2 separate regions of the Drosophila melanogaster genome follow, and region 1 is linked to region 2. The links are chromatin contacts, called in public Hi-C maps. All regions are on one chromosome and are shown on one strand. The core of a region is the stretch at or near the end of the contact, and the rest is flanking DNA. Distances in the headings are between cores, read along the strand shown. Region 1 holds the start of Moca-cyp (Moca-cyp,). Region 2 holds the start of wdb (widerborst).

What was found. Hi-C and Micro-C count contacts between places; a contact is called where the count stands out from the background.
Region 1: a contact with region 2 is called in a Hi-C map of the Kc167 cell line, with 2.1 times the contacts expected there. The contact joins the promoter of Moca-cyp here to the promoter of wdb in region 2. A contact is called at or near these places in 2 of 107 Hi-C or Micro-C datasets (the Kc167 cell line and cellular blastoderm embryo).

What each region holds. Positions count from the first base shown.
Region 1 is chr3R:28,335,839-28,341,958 of dm6, reverse strand. Moca-cyp (Moca-cyp,) reads right to left here and starts at 1,625. Exons shown (of 8, transcript NM_170367.3): 1 at 1,221-1,625; 2 at 500-587. The coding sequence starts at 1,524. Gfat2 (Glutamine:fructose-6-phosphate aminotransferase 2) reads left to right here and starts at 2,194. Exons shown (of 2, transcript NM_143360.4): 1 at 2,194-4,089; 2 at 4,292-4,940. The coding sequence starts at 2,413. The coding sequence ends at 4,666. larp (La related protein) reads left to right here and starts at 5,519. Exons shown (of 7, transcript NM_170365.4): 1 at 5,519-5,951. It also overlaps asRNA:CR46104 and asRNA:CR46105.
Region 2 is chr3R:27,579,581-27,586,505 of dm6, reverse strand. It overlaps wdb (widerborst), which reads left to right and starts at 4,265. Exons shown (of 9, transcript NM_170340.2): 1 at 4,265-4,917. pins (partner of inscuteable) reads right to left here and starts at 3,666. Exons shown (of 2, transcript NM_080260.4): 1 at 2,132-3,666; 2 at 130-1,873. The coding sequence starts at 3,418. The coding sequence ends at 1,184. CG5639 reads left to right here. Exons shown (of 6, transcript NM_143313.2): 6 at 1-32.

The DNA of each region.
Region 1 (6,120 bases), core at 376-2,875, 760 kb before region 2:
ACCGCAAGAGCCGCTGCCGCTGGCCATGGCCAGCACATTGTCATCTGGCAGATCCATCGTGAGGATCCAGCCCAAGATTCCCGCAAAGATCCACAAGGAGCCGACAGCGAGAGAGAGAGAGATTGAGACACACACTGAGACCCAGGCCCAGGGACCAAAGACCATGGAGCTGAAAGACCTGCATCGTCTTTCGCTTGGTTTTTGGACCCACAGACCAAATGCACTAGGGATGCTGGGATGGCGGTGCATCGGCCGATGGAGGACAGATTGCGATGCATCTGTCCGCTGGTCAGTGGGACGCTAGCTCACACTTTAACGCCCACGGGCTAAGGCTAAATGGCAATAGATTAATGAACAACAACAGTGGTTTAAGTATAGATCAAAAAGAAGACGAAGAGAGTTTAGCTGTAATATCGGTGCCTGAAACAGAACTGAAACTAAATTTACGGCCACGTTAGTCCGGACCAGCCGGTTACGGTCCTCCGTCGAGAGCACTTACATAAAGAACTGCGAGCCATTTGTGTTCTTGCCCCGGTTGGCCATCGACAGCAGGAAGGGACGATCGTGCTTCTTTTCGAAGCTCTCATCTGGAAAGAGGAATCGGATTGTTTAAACCAAATTCACTTTAAATGTTACTTTAAAGCCCAAGAGAGATGAGCAACTCAAGTTATCTTCTAGATAACTTTTTAATGCGCATGTAATTGGATTTCCCAAAGCCGCTTCTATTTGCATATTTGTCCCATTTTCCACCCAAACGTATAATTAGCAATATGTAGATGTATGATGTGCACCATTCCCTTATCTTTCTAATGGAAATATTTGCCAAAATGTAAATTTAAATTGAGTCGCTTGAGTAAACATTTATTTTTGACATTTAAATGGGGCATTTGTACACTTTGGCTGGCATATCAAAAGCGTTTTAATTTTTTTCGACAAAGATTAAACTTAAGTAGATTATTGTAGTGCAGTTTAGATGTAATTGGCTGGAAGTTTTTAAATCTCCAAATGTGGGTGTCTGTATTTACAGTGTTTTTATTACATTTCTCCCCCTACTGACTCTTTATTAATTGCACTTTAAGTACCCTGTATATTCCCTTTCGTTTTCTGTTCTTCTTATCAGATAACCACTGTATTGATTTTTTCCCACACAAACAGCAGCACACACACACAAGCGTGTATGTATGCATGCAGGCATCGAATCGGAAGCCGGAAGAACTCACCCTCGAACGTCCCGCCGTAGATGGACTCGCCGCCGGTGCCGTTGCCCGCAGAGAAGTCGCCCGCCTGGACCATGAAGTCCTTGACCACCCGGTGGAATATCACACCCTTGTACTGCAGCTTCTTGCCGGTGATTAGGCCAAATCCCTTTTCGCCCGTGCAGAGTGCGCGGAAATTTTCGGCCGTTTTGGGCGCCACATCGTTGAAGAGCTCGAAGACAATGCGGCCCATGCCCAGGCCGCCCAGGGAAATGTCAAAGAAGCACCGCGGTCGCGTGGCACCCGCGTCGCGTTTGTTTACCGTCATTATATGCGCCGATTTCTGCCAATAAATGCTGTTTAATACGTATTTCACGCCGTTTTCGAGTTGCACAATGTCGGCGTTGCCAGCTCTACTCAGAACTAGGGATGTCAAAAACATACAGTTAGAAATATCGATGTGCAATATGCTTAGCATATTTTCGGGTATCGATATATTAATTTTAATATATATATTTTCTTAAATTTGTTAATACATACATATGTACGCTCAAATAAACGGTAAACTTTGAGCTATATATAGTCAAAATACACCATTGATTACTCTCAGCAACCAATAATCATTTTATGCTTTTTGGTATAACTTCCAAAACCTTTAGAACATGGGTTGAAAATATTATCTTCAATGCTCATATTTTTGGGAAAAACAGAATGTCGTTTAAACCAACTATGAAATGAGATCTGGCCTTTATGGTCATATTATATTAAGCTTTTTCAGACAATTTACACAGTTAACATCTTTGTATATAGCTTTAAAAGTTTATTATATTATTCAATACATAGTAAAAAAATAATTTATTAAATTACCGTTCCATCCCTGGCTGCAATACGGTCACACAAAGCCAATGTTTACATGGCAGCTCGCGTGTGGCTGTAGCTGTGTGCGTGAGCGAGAGCGCAAGAGCGGCGCGTGTGTGCGTGCGAGCGGGAGAGCAGGGCGAAGACGTGTTCTTTTCGCCGAAAAAGCAAATAATTGGGTTGGTTTATCAGAGAAAAACAAAAAAAATTCCAGCCAGTGTCGCGATAAAAACACGACAATCGCATTGCAGCCGCCTCAGAAGTGTAAGATCAGCCTCAGCTGACCGGAAAGTTAACATTGCGACGTGGAAAACCACGAATCACCAGCAAATTTCAGCAAAAGCAATCGCATTTCAGAATGTGTGGCATATTCGCGTACCTAAACTACTTGACGCCCAAGTCGCGACAGGAGGTCCTGGATCTCCTGTTGCAGGGACTGAAGCGGCTGGAGTACCGCGGCTACGACTCCACGGGCATAGCCATCGATGCGCTGAACTCTGGCGAGGCACAGTCCATAATGCTGGTGAAGCGCACCGGGAAGGTGAAGGTGCTGGAGGATGCGGTGGCGGAGGTGTGTCGCGGCCAGGACTACTCGCTGCCCATCGACACCCACATAGGCATAGCACACACGCGCTGGGCCACCCACGGTGTGCCCTCCGAGGTCAACTCGCATCCGCAGCGATCCGATGAGGATAATAGCTTTGTGGTGGTGCACAATGGCATTATAACCAACTACAAGGATGTGAAGACGCTGCTGGAGAAGCGCGGATATGTATTTGAGTCCGACACGGACACGGAGGTGATTGCCAAGCTGGTACACCACCTGTGGCAGCAGCATCCTGGCTACACTTTCGGCGAGCTCGTGGAGCAGGCCATTCAGCAGCTGGAGGGCGCCTTCGCCATCGCCTTCAAGTCGAAGCACTTCCCGGGCGAGTGCGTGGCCTCCAGGCGAGGCTCACCGCTTCTGGTGGGCATCAAGGCCAAGACCAAGCTGGCCACCGATCACATACCCATCCTGTACGCCAAGGCCCATCGGCCACATGGTCAGCCGCAGCAGCAGGCCTATCAACTATTGCCGCCCGGCGATTGCAACGCCGAGTTTCAACCGCTGGAGCGCAAGGAAGTGGAGTACTTCTTCGCCTCGGACGCATCGGCTGTTATAGAGCACACGAATCGGGTGATTTACCTGGAAGATGACGACGTGGCCGCCGTCAAGAGCGATGGCACGCTCAGCATTCATCGCCTAAACAAATCATCCGATGATCCGCACGCCCGCGAGATCATCACGCTGAAAATGGAGATCCAGCAGATCATGAAGGGCAACTACGACTACTTTATGCTGAAGGAGATCTTCGAGCAGCCGGAATCCGTGGTCAACACCATGCGCGGCAGGATGAGGTTCGATACGCAGACCGTGGTTCTGGGTGGCATCAAGGAGTACATACCGGAGATCAAGCGCTGCCGCCGCTTGATGCTAATTGCGTGCGGCACATCCTACCACAGTGCGGTGGCCACCAGGCAGCTGCTGGAGGAACTGACCGAACTGCCCGTTATGGTGGAACTGGCCTCCGATTTTCTGGACAGAAACACGCCCATTTTCCGGGACGACGTGTGCTTCTTCATCTCCCAATCGGGCGAGACAGCGGACACCCTGATGGCGCTCAGATACTGCAAGCAGCGAGGAGCGCTCATCGTGGGCGTTACCAACACGGTGGGCAGCAGCATCTGCCGCGAGTCGCACTGTGGCGTCCACATCAACGCTGGACCCGAGATCGGAGTGGCCTCCACGAAGGCCTACACCTCCCAGTTCATTTCGCTGGTTATGTTCGCCTTGGTCATGTCGGAGGATCGTCTCTCGCTGCAACAGCGCCGCTTGGAGATCATCGATGGCCTATCGCAGCTGGACGAGCACATTAGGACTGTCCTCAAGCTGAACTCGCAGGTGCAGCAGCTTGCCAAGGAGTTGTACGAGCACAAGTCGCTGCTCATTATGGGCAGGGGCTTCAACTTCGCCACCTGTTTGGAGGGCGCACTGGTAATCCATTTGATAATTTGAGCTATAATTTAATCGAATCTCATTTATGCATCGTAATGCATGCATGGGAACGTAATGATGGAAAATAACCGATGTCAACAATTCACTTAACTTGTTTATTTGCCAAGTGCACTTAAATTAATTATTATGTTTGTCCCACGCTTCATGAGCTGAATTTAATCAATTAACTTGCTCATTGCAGAAAGTCAAGGAGCTGACGTACATGCACAGCGAAGGAATCCTGGCTGGAGAACTGAAACACGGACCACTGGCCCTGGTGGACAAGGAGATGCCCGTGCTGATGATCGTGCTGCGGGATCCGGTGTACACCAAGTGCATGAATGCACTGCAGCAGGTGACGTCCCGCAAGGGCAGACCGATCCTAATCTGCGAGGAGGGCGACAACGAGACCATGTCCTTCTCCACGCGTTCGCTGCAGATCCCGAGGACCGTGGACTGCCTGCAGGGCGTGCTCACGGTGATTCCGCTCCAGCTGCTGTCCTACCACATCGCCGTGCTCCGCGGCTGCGACGTGGACTGCCCCAGGAACCTGGCCAAGTCGGTGACCGTGGAGTAGGCGCCCCAACTATCTGGCTAACTGGCTCGCACCGTCTCAAGAATTCCATTTTAGTATCTGCCTGAGAAAAACAAAACAAACCCTAGCACTTAAGTTAAAATTTTCTGGTATTTTGTCGGATCAAAATCCGAACCCTTAACCCATTTGTGCTCCTTCTGGCTGAAGCCACATATGTTTAACCCCTACATTTGTAGCTGTACTGACCCTTTGTGTTGTGGACCCACTACTTTTTGTGAATGTGCAATTGAAATATAATTATTTCCAGTTTTTCTTTAAAAGTGTTTTGCTGCTTTCAATTAAAAATGGATTGGAAAATGTTTAACCAGTAAATTTGTTTGAAAACGGGAAAAACCAAACAAAGATCTATATGTACCTCACTTTACAAAAAATGCTTATCTGACATTAAACATTTGTTTCAAATGTTTAAAAAACGAGGGCCACGTCACGTTATTGCTTACGTTATGTTAATCACGTTGTAAATTTTAGAAAAAGAAAAATTACATATATATTTAATTCTGATAAAACTAAATAAAAATAAATTCTGATAAAAATAAATGATATTCCGAGCACTTAAGTAGTGTGAAATCGATAAGCCGCATAAATTTGAATGTCCTATTTTCAATTTCAAATCAAGTGGTAAATGGGGAAAAAATAAGTTTGTTCTCGAAAAGTAATTCTTTCTGGAAGATATTTCAAAATCATATTTAAAAACAACATTAAATAAATTAAATCAGTTGCGAGCCGGTTGGGACATCTCTATTAACCGTAGCTATCACATCGGTCGATATCTATCGCAACGCAACGCAAACGAATTGAACAACAACCCTGCTCTTTTTCTTTTGGACCCGTAGAACCACATGTCTGGTAACCGATTTTGATTTTCGTTTCGGCGGTATAATGCTCCAATTAATTGACTAATTGCGGTTAATTGACAAGACAAGTGAACGGCGCAAGTACGGTGCAACCAATAACGCAGCGAGTGTGTGTGCAATTGCGAAAAAACCCGATAAATAATATTCGTAACGTTCTGCCCAGCAGCGCGTGAGTGAGTGCGAGCGAGAGGCAGTGATTCGAGGTGCGTAGTGGTGCGAAAGTGTGTGTGCAAGGAAACCCGCAAAAGCAAAAGCAAAGCAACAATAACAACACACGCACGCACACACACACTTGTGTACGTGTTAACACGCGGAGCGGAAAGTGCGTAGTGAACATACGAAACGTACGAAACAAGAAGTGGGAGAGATAGCGGAATAAAATACAATTCTTGTTTCCATTTCAATCTCCTCTGGTGCGTATTCAAATCAATCTGAACCTTAACTTGTGTATGTGTGTGTGACCGCGTGCATCGTTTTGAAATTCGAGGCGAGCTGCAGTCGAAATCAGCTGTTTTAAAAGGCCCGACCAGGGCGGCACTAACAGCAATGCAGGCCGTTAGCCGAGTGCATTGGATATTGCAT
Region 2 (6,925 bases), core at 3,016-5,515:
ACGATTAATTTATGAATAAAGCTTTAAAGTCGAATAAATAGTCTTTTTTTTTTTTTTGTCACATACTGATATGATCTTTAAGTATCTGAATCTAAAACCCTTATCTTGGAATAAAAATCACGAACGTGTCAGCAAACATTTTTTGATTTTAATATTTAATAATACACGACATAATTGTCCGCCTGTATGGTATCTTTCATTCGCAGATCCCGTAGATCTCGTGCTACAAAAAAGTATAACATTAATAAATTTTGGCTTCATTTCGTACAACTCGAACTCAGTTTTGTGTTTTTGTTTTGTGTATATATAACTTGTATTGTATATATTGTGTAGAACAATACCCGAAGAGGCAAATCGTTAGACATTGGTATAACTATATATATATTGTTCATATGTTTCTTGTATATGTGTAAGTATGATTGGTTGTGTATATCGTATGCTAAGTGCTTGCACAAGCGCCGGTCCTCAAATGGAATTCCGAGCTGCTATTCTTTGTGTCTTGTTAATATACTAACAAAAATTGTAAGTGGCTTAAAATATGTTCAGAGTTTAGATCGATCGATAGATTGATAGAAAAATGCAATACTCATAGTTACAATTGGATATATCTGTAGTTAGATTTTGATTTGGAAAATGCATTGCTTACATGTAGAGTGGGTTCGATGGACTTAAAACTTAATATTTAGCTGAATGTGGCTACGAGAATGTAAGATCGTTGATCGTAGAGAAGACTTGGTTCCGTCTATTGAGCAAATTGGATTAGTACATTAGTATTATCCGGCTTAAACTACTTGCACATGCAATTAAAACGTTAATATCGTAAGACTCGAGTGCATATCGTTCAATATCATGGCCAGCTCATGGTGGAGTATGTAATGAGTCATGAGTGGATGAGTGTGTGCATCCGTTGGAGGTTCCTCCCTCTGCTCGTGTAGACGAGGCCCTATACACCCCTAATATTTGGTTACGTGGTTAGTTGCTATTCATAAATTAATGCTTTTCGTGTACGTGTGTATATATAAATCTTGTAAAAGAACAAAATGTTTAGCAGCCAATTTCCGAAAATAAACGACTGAATAAATGGCCGCAAGATGGGCTTACAACGAAATGAGTCAGGAGCTGCGGCCAGGGATGGATTTATAGGATTGTTTGGTTGGACTTCAGCTTTTTGGACTACAACTCTCTACTTTCCAGCTCCGCCGGCTGAACCGTTGTTGTTGCTGCGGCTATTGTTGTTATTGTTGGCATTTCGGAACGGAATCGAGGCGCGCTGATCCTCCATGCGACCGCTCTGGACCTTCATGATCAGTGAGAAGAAGTCCTCATCGGGGACGGTAGCTCCACGTCCGGTCTGTCCGCGTGGTGCCCCTGGAACAGCAGCCTCTGGGACGGATCGCGGTGGTGCCTCCGCCTCTGCGTCCATGGTGACATTGGGGCGCGGTAACTCGGACCGCTGCTCCTCCAGACGCGAGCCTTGGCAGCGCATAAGCATGTCTAGGAAGTCATCATCGGGCTGCTGCGTAGTGGTGGCGCTCCTGGCGAGCGGCCCATGTCCAATGGCTGATGGATTCGCCGACGACGGTGACTTGAGGCCAGGCAGGTTGGTGGGATCCACGAACAACGAGTTCTGCTGCACAAGCGGCTTACGCGTGGCGCCAGTGGCCACCGCCGGAGCTCCGGCGGGATTCACCTTGATCGAACAGCGCTGGTCATCCATGCGCTTCGACTGCGACCGCGAAAGCATCTCGAAAAAGTCGTCGTCTTTGGCTTTCCTGGTCGCCTGTGCTCGTAGCTTTTCCTCCTGCATGCGCTTTCCATCGGGAGTGATCTTGATCAGGTCCAACTGCTCCATGCTCTGGCGACGAACGCGCACCTGACGGGAAGCAATTAAAGTAATAAATTTAGCTATGTATCTTTCAGGGGTTTCAATTTCTCAGCATGTGCTCGAATCGAAAGTTTAACGATGTGTTTTGGTACAAAGTATAAATATTTACGCTAACATAAAGGGGCAAACACTGCAAGCAGCAGGTGTCCACTTCGAAAAATAGAACAAACGGACTGCCAGTATTGTTTAAAAATATCTCAGGAATCATTCATATTGCTTTATGTTGTTGCAGCTCGTTTCTCTTACCATTCTTCCTTGCGAGTTCTCCGATCCATCCGACTGATTTCCGCTGGCCGAGTGATCGGAGGCGGTGGATCGAGCCTCCTCCTCGGTGGGTGAAGGCTCGGAGTCGGGCATTCCGAGTAGCTTTCGTAGATCGGAGATGTTCACCCTGGCTGTGCTTTCACCCACCGGGTCGTGCAGCTCCTTGGCCAGTTGAAGATGCTGTTCCGCATACTTTAGGGCCCGCTCATGACCACCGATGGCAGAGTGGGCATTGCCCAGTGACCAGCAGGCCCTGGCCTCACCAATTCGATCGCCCAACTCCTGGGCAATGGCCAAGTGTCGATTGTGATACTCGATGGCAGTGTTGAACTCGTGCAGCAACGTGTAGGTGTTGCCCAAGCTGTAGCAACTCTGGGCCTCCACTTCGCGTTCACCCAACTCAACGGCCAAAGCCAAGGTGCGTTTGTAGTGTTCGGCGGCGTCCTCGAATTGTCCCAGGAATATGTGCGAGTTGCCAAGATTACTGTTGGCCCTTCGCTCAGCCGCGCGATCACCAAACTCTCTGGCAATGCGCAGTCGCTCCTGATGATGCTCAATGGCCGCTTGGAAATCGCCTAGTAGGTAGTAGGTATTTCCCAGATTACCACAAGCTCGACCTTGAGCACCACGATCACCCAGATCCCGCATGAGCTTCAGATTCTCCTGGTAAAACTCCACGGCACGGGTGAGCGCCTCCTTGACATCGTCGCCGAACTTTCCAGGGTTTCTCTGACCCAAGTGCTTGCCCTTGGCGTGGTAGACATTTCCTAGGTTGTAAAGAGCGCGTCCCTCGGACAGACGATCTCCCAGCTGCCTGGCCAGCGTTAGGTGCCTCTCGCAACAGATGGCCGCCTCGTCGAAGCGACCCATTACCTTGAGGGTGTTGCCCAGATTGCCAGAGGACTTGGCCTCGCCCAGTCGGTCGTTCATGCTCTTGGCCAGCGTAAGATCGTGTTTGTGGTACTGCATCGCCTTGTTGTAGTCGCCTAGGTAGAAGTAGGCGTTGCCCAGCTGGGAGTAGATGGCGGACAGAGTGCGAAGATCCTCGGTTCCGGCCTGAATGGCCGCCTGGAAGAAGGCCACGCCCGCCCGGCAGTCACCCGCCTTGCAGAGGCGTTCACCCTCGAGGGCCAGTTCCAGGCACATACTGGATCCTCCGTCGGATCCGGAACCCTGCTGGGAGTTGCCGTCGTGGGAAGTAGTTCCTCCTCCGCCCGATCCCAGTCCCAAACTGGACACATTCTCCGCGGACGCAGAGAGCGAGGACATTCTGCTGCGAAGTCTCGCCTTTTTGTCGCGATGCTCCTTTTTGAGGGGCAGGTGCTCTGAAAACTGGGAGTTGTCCACTTTGCGGCGATGTTTTGGGGTCGATCTTTGGGGTTTTTAGCTAGCCTCTGGCTGGTTTTGAACTGCTGGTGGGTAAACTTAACTGCGACAGGTGAAATTTCAGCAATTAAGCGATCTTTTGTACCGTTTTTTTGACTAATTAGTGCGTTTCTGATTCACGACCAGTGTGACCGATTGGGGTCGATGAGAATACCAAGCAGATTAGAAAGAAATACCAACTTTATATGGTATGTCGTTGGATTTAAAAATAATATCTGTTATATTTTGTTTTAAGTCAATTGAACAATTTTAAATTACTTGTTATTTTTCCCCTACAACAAAGATACTATGAAAATTATATAAATAATATGCCTTTACCTCATGACCATAGCTTACATATCAGCAATATTTAGTAGCCCAATTGGTAATATTATATATATAATTACATTGTTTGATGGTTAATGTATGCATGCCGTTTGATTTAAAACTAATTTTTTTTTAACTTTAAGAAAAAGCAGTTTAAATTCATTTATTAGAATTCGAATTAGAAATCTTATCAGATGGTTGCCCTAATTTGAGAAATGTTAGCCACTGCAAGACCATAGCTTATAAAGGATCAATACTTATGAGCCAAGCTAAAACACAATTTTATCATAGTCTTTTCTTATTTTTGTAACGTATTAGTAAAATCTAAAATATATTGGCATAGTTAACATTTATCATTTTCGGTCAACAAGCCATAGCCCTCATCCCTATCAACCGTAGTTGGTAGCCAGCACTTTTGCAGACGCGCTTTGCAACACTAATCGCTTCAAAGATGGCGTCACTTCTACGGTGTCTGTGTGAACGATTCTAGTTGCCGCTGGAGAAAATTCGTAATTCTCGCATAAAGCGCACCTGCCGGTTACCAAAATCGATTGAAAAGCGAACGTCCCATATTGCGGCGCGATAAGCGGGTGAAATTGTGGCAGTGCGTGCGCGATAGACTGTTAGAAAAGCAGTGCAAATTGGAAGTCCGGATGCTCGAAGGTGTGTGTGTGCGTCGCTTTTTTTGTGCGGTTTTCAGCTGCAGTCGGCCAACAGTGCAACGCAAACATTGTGTTCTAAATTACATAAAGCAGGGAATTTCTGCACGAAGGCAACCGAAAAAAGGACTAAAAGGAAAAAATTAGCCACACAAAAGGAGAGCGAGTGCGACAGGGAAGGAGGGATACAGAGCGAGCGAGAGGTCGATAACGATAGCCTTGTTTGGTTATCGCCCTCGATAGGAAATAAAAACGGGAGAAAAACTTGAAAGCAGCGGCGTCTTTCAGTTCGCCGGTGTGCCCGTGCGTTGGATGGTATTTTGTGGTATTTTCATTCATTTTTGGGACTGTAGTGTGACCGTGTGTGGGAGAGAGCCGCCTAAATAGAGAGCGCGACGCGCAACAACAGTTTCTGTGGTGAGTTGAAACGAAACTCACCACGCTCTCACCCAGAAATCTGGCACAGTGGTCTCGAAACAAAAGCCAAATGAGTAATCGCACCTGGGGAATCTAGCTAAATATCAGCACCAAACAATTGAAAGTCAGCTAGATGAAAACAATAACAATAGTAATACTATTCGAAGTACTAATACTAATCAATTGGAGGCAGGCTTTTCGTTTGTGTGTGCCTGCTCCCTCTCGCGTATAGTATATACCCATGTGCCAGAGAGAGCAAGCCGAAAACGAAAAGAGAGCGCGAGAGTCGGACGAAGGAAAAAAATATCGCCACAGTTGCCGTATGCCGCCTTCGTCGTCGGTTGCAAAAGATATAGAAATCTTTTATATACACACATACGCAGTCGGTTTTTAATAAATTCTGCAGCGAAAATTCCAAGCCCGAATAAAGAAGGAGAAATAAAAGGCAACTAAACAAAGCCGAGTGCAAAATTAAAGCCAAATTTCCAAGGCGAATGCAAATTTTTCAAGTGCGCAGTAAGCGGCTAAATCCCCAGACGCAATTCGGTGTTTCAAAAGTTTTAATAAATAAATAAATATGTAATTACGCTCGCAATCCAGCCAGCCCGCACACACACACGCACACACAAATACACGCACGCAATCGGTTAGAATTCGTATGAGCATATATATTTTTTACTTATATTATTTTTAGAATATCGATTTTGTGCCGCGTGCGTGTGTGTGTCTCTCTCGCACCGAGTGTGTGTGCCTGTGTGTGTGTTTGAAACATACATATTTATGATAAGTGTGTGTGTCAAGCAGTAAAATGTGTTAAGAATTATGTTCATATAGACACAAGTTACCTAATCTTACTCCTCTTACCTAAATGAGGAAAAAGGCAAAATAGATGAAAGGAATCAACAAACCGAAGTGAAGCAAAAGATAGAGCAAAGGCAACAGCGAAAAGAGCCCCATCAAAACAGCTGCGCTCTCTCACCTTTTACTCATCTTCCCATCCTCTCTCTCTACCCATTCACATTCTTACGCTTCTCCCATTCCCCAAAGTGCGCCCCACTCACTCACACACGTTCGCCATTAAAGATCTTTGTGTATTTTGCTTTGACACCGCATTTACATGTGTTGACCCCACTTGGACAACACAGCCCCCCCCCCCCCTCCCATTCGAACAACCCCCTCCACCCGCGCGATGCGTTGTGCAAAATTCTCTCGTGAACTACAGTTCTAATTCAATTATGCCAACTGCTATACACACATCCACAGTGAAAACCAGCAAGCAGCGCTAAACCGCCAGCCAAAAGCAAAGATAAAACGAGAAAAAGCATCTCCGTGACGTAGGCAAACGCGAGAGCCGAAACCGAAAACCAAAACTGAAACTGAAAAAACTGAGATATCGAGCAGACGAGAATTACAAACTCTGAAATCGAGAAAGGTATGCCAAGACCAACGGAAGTTGGCCCACAGCGAATTTGATTCAAATCGATGCCATTTTGGGCTAAAAGCTCGCTCCATTTCCGTTCCATGCCTAACCCTTGGATAACTAATGTGCCATAAATGAAACTACTAGAAATTCAAATTCAAAATGCTCAGAAAAACAGGGGTTTGAAGGAAGGAAGTCCATCAATACAATAGAATATCATTACCCCTTTCTTATTTAATTAATAGTTATTATTATCCACGAAACACGTAAACTTAAATATCAATTTATATATACTATAGCACATCAAATTGTTAAATGTGTTAAATCAAACATAATGCCAATTGCCAACGTCACCTCAATATGAAATGTCTTAACGAATTAAATAAATGTGGCCAAGGGGTTAAGCCATAACCACCGATTGAAAGTCAGGCAAATAACTGGTTCTAATTGATTGAGTGATTGCTTGAGGGGGTGGGTCAGTGGGGGGGGGGGGGGCAGAACCTGCTCGGCAAATTAACAAGTTCCAATTGATATATACGTGTGGGGACACACGAAATTCGTCGAGCCTACTCGAAATTATCATAAATG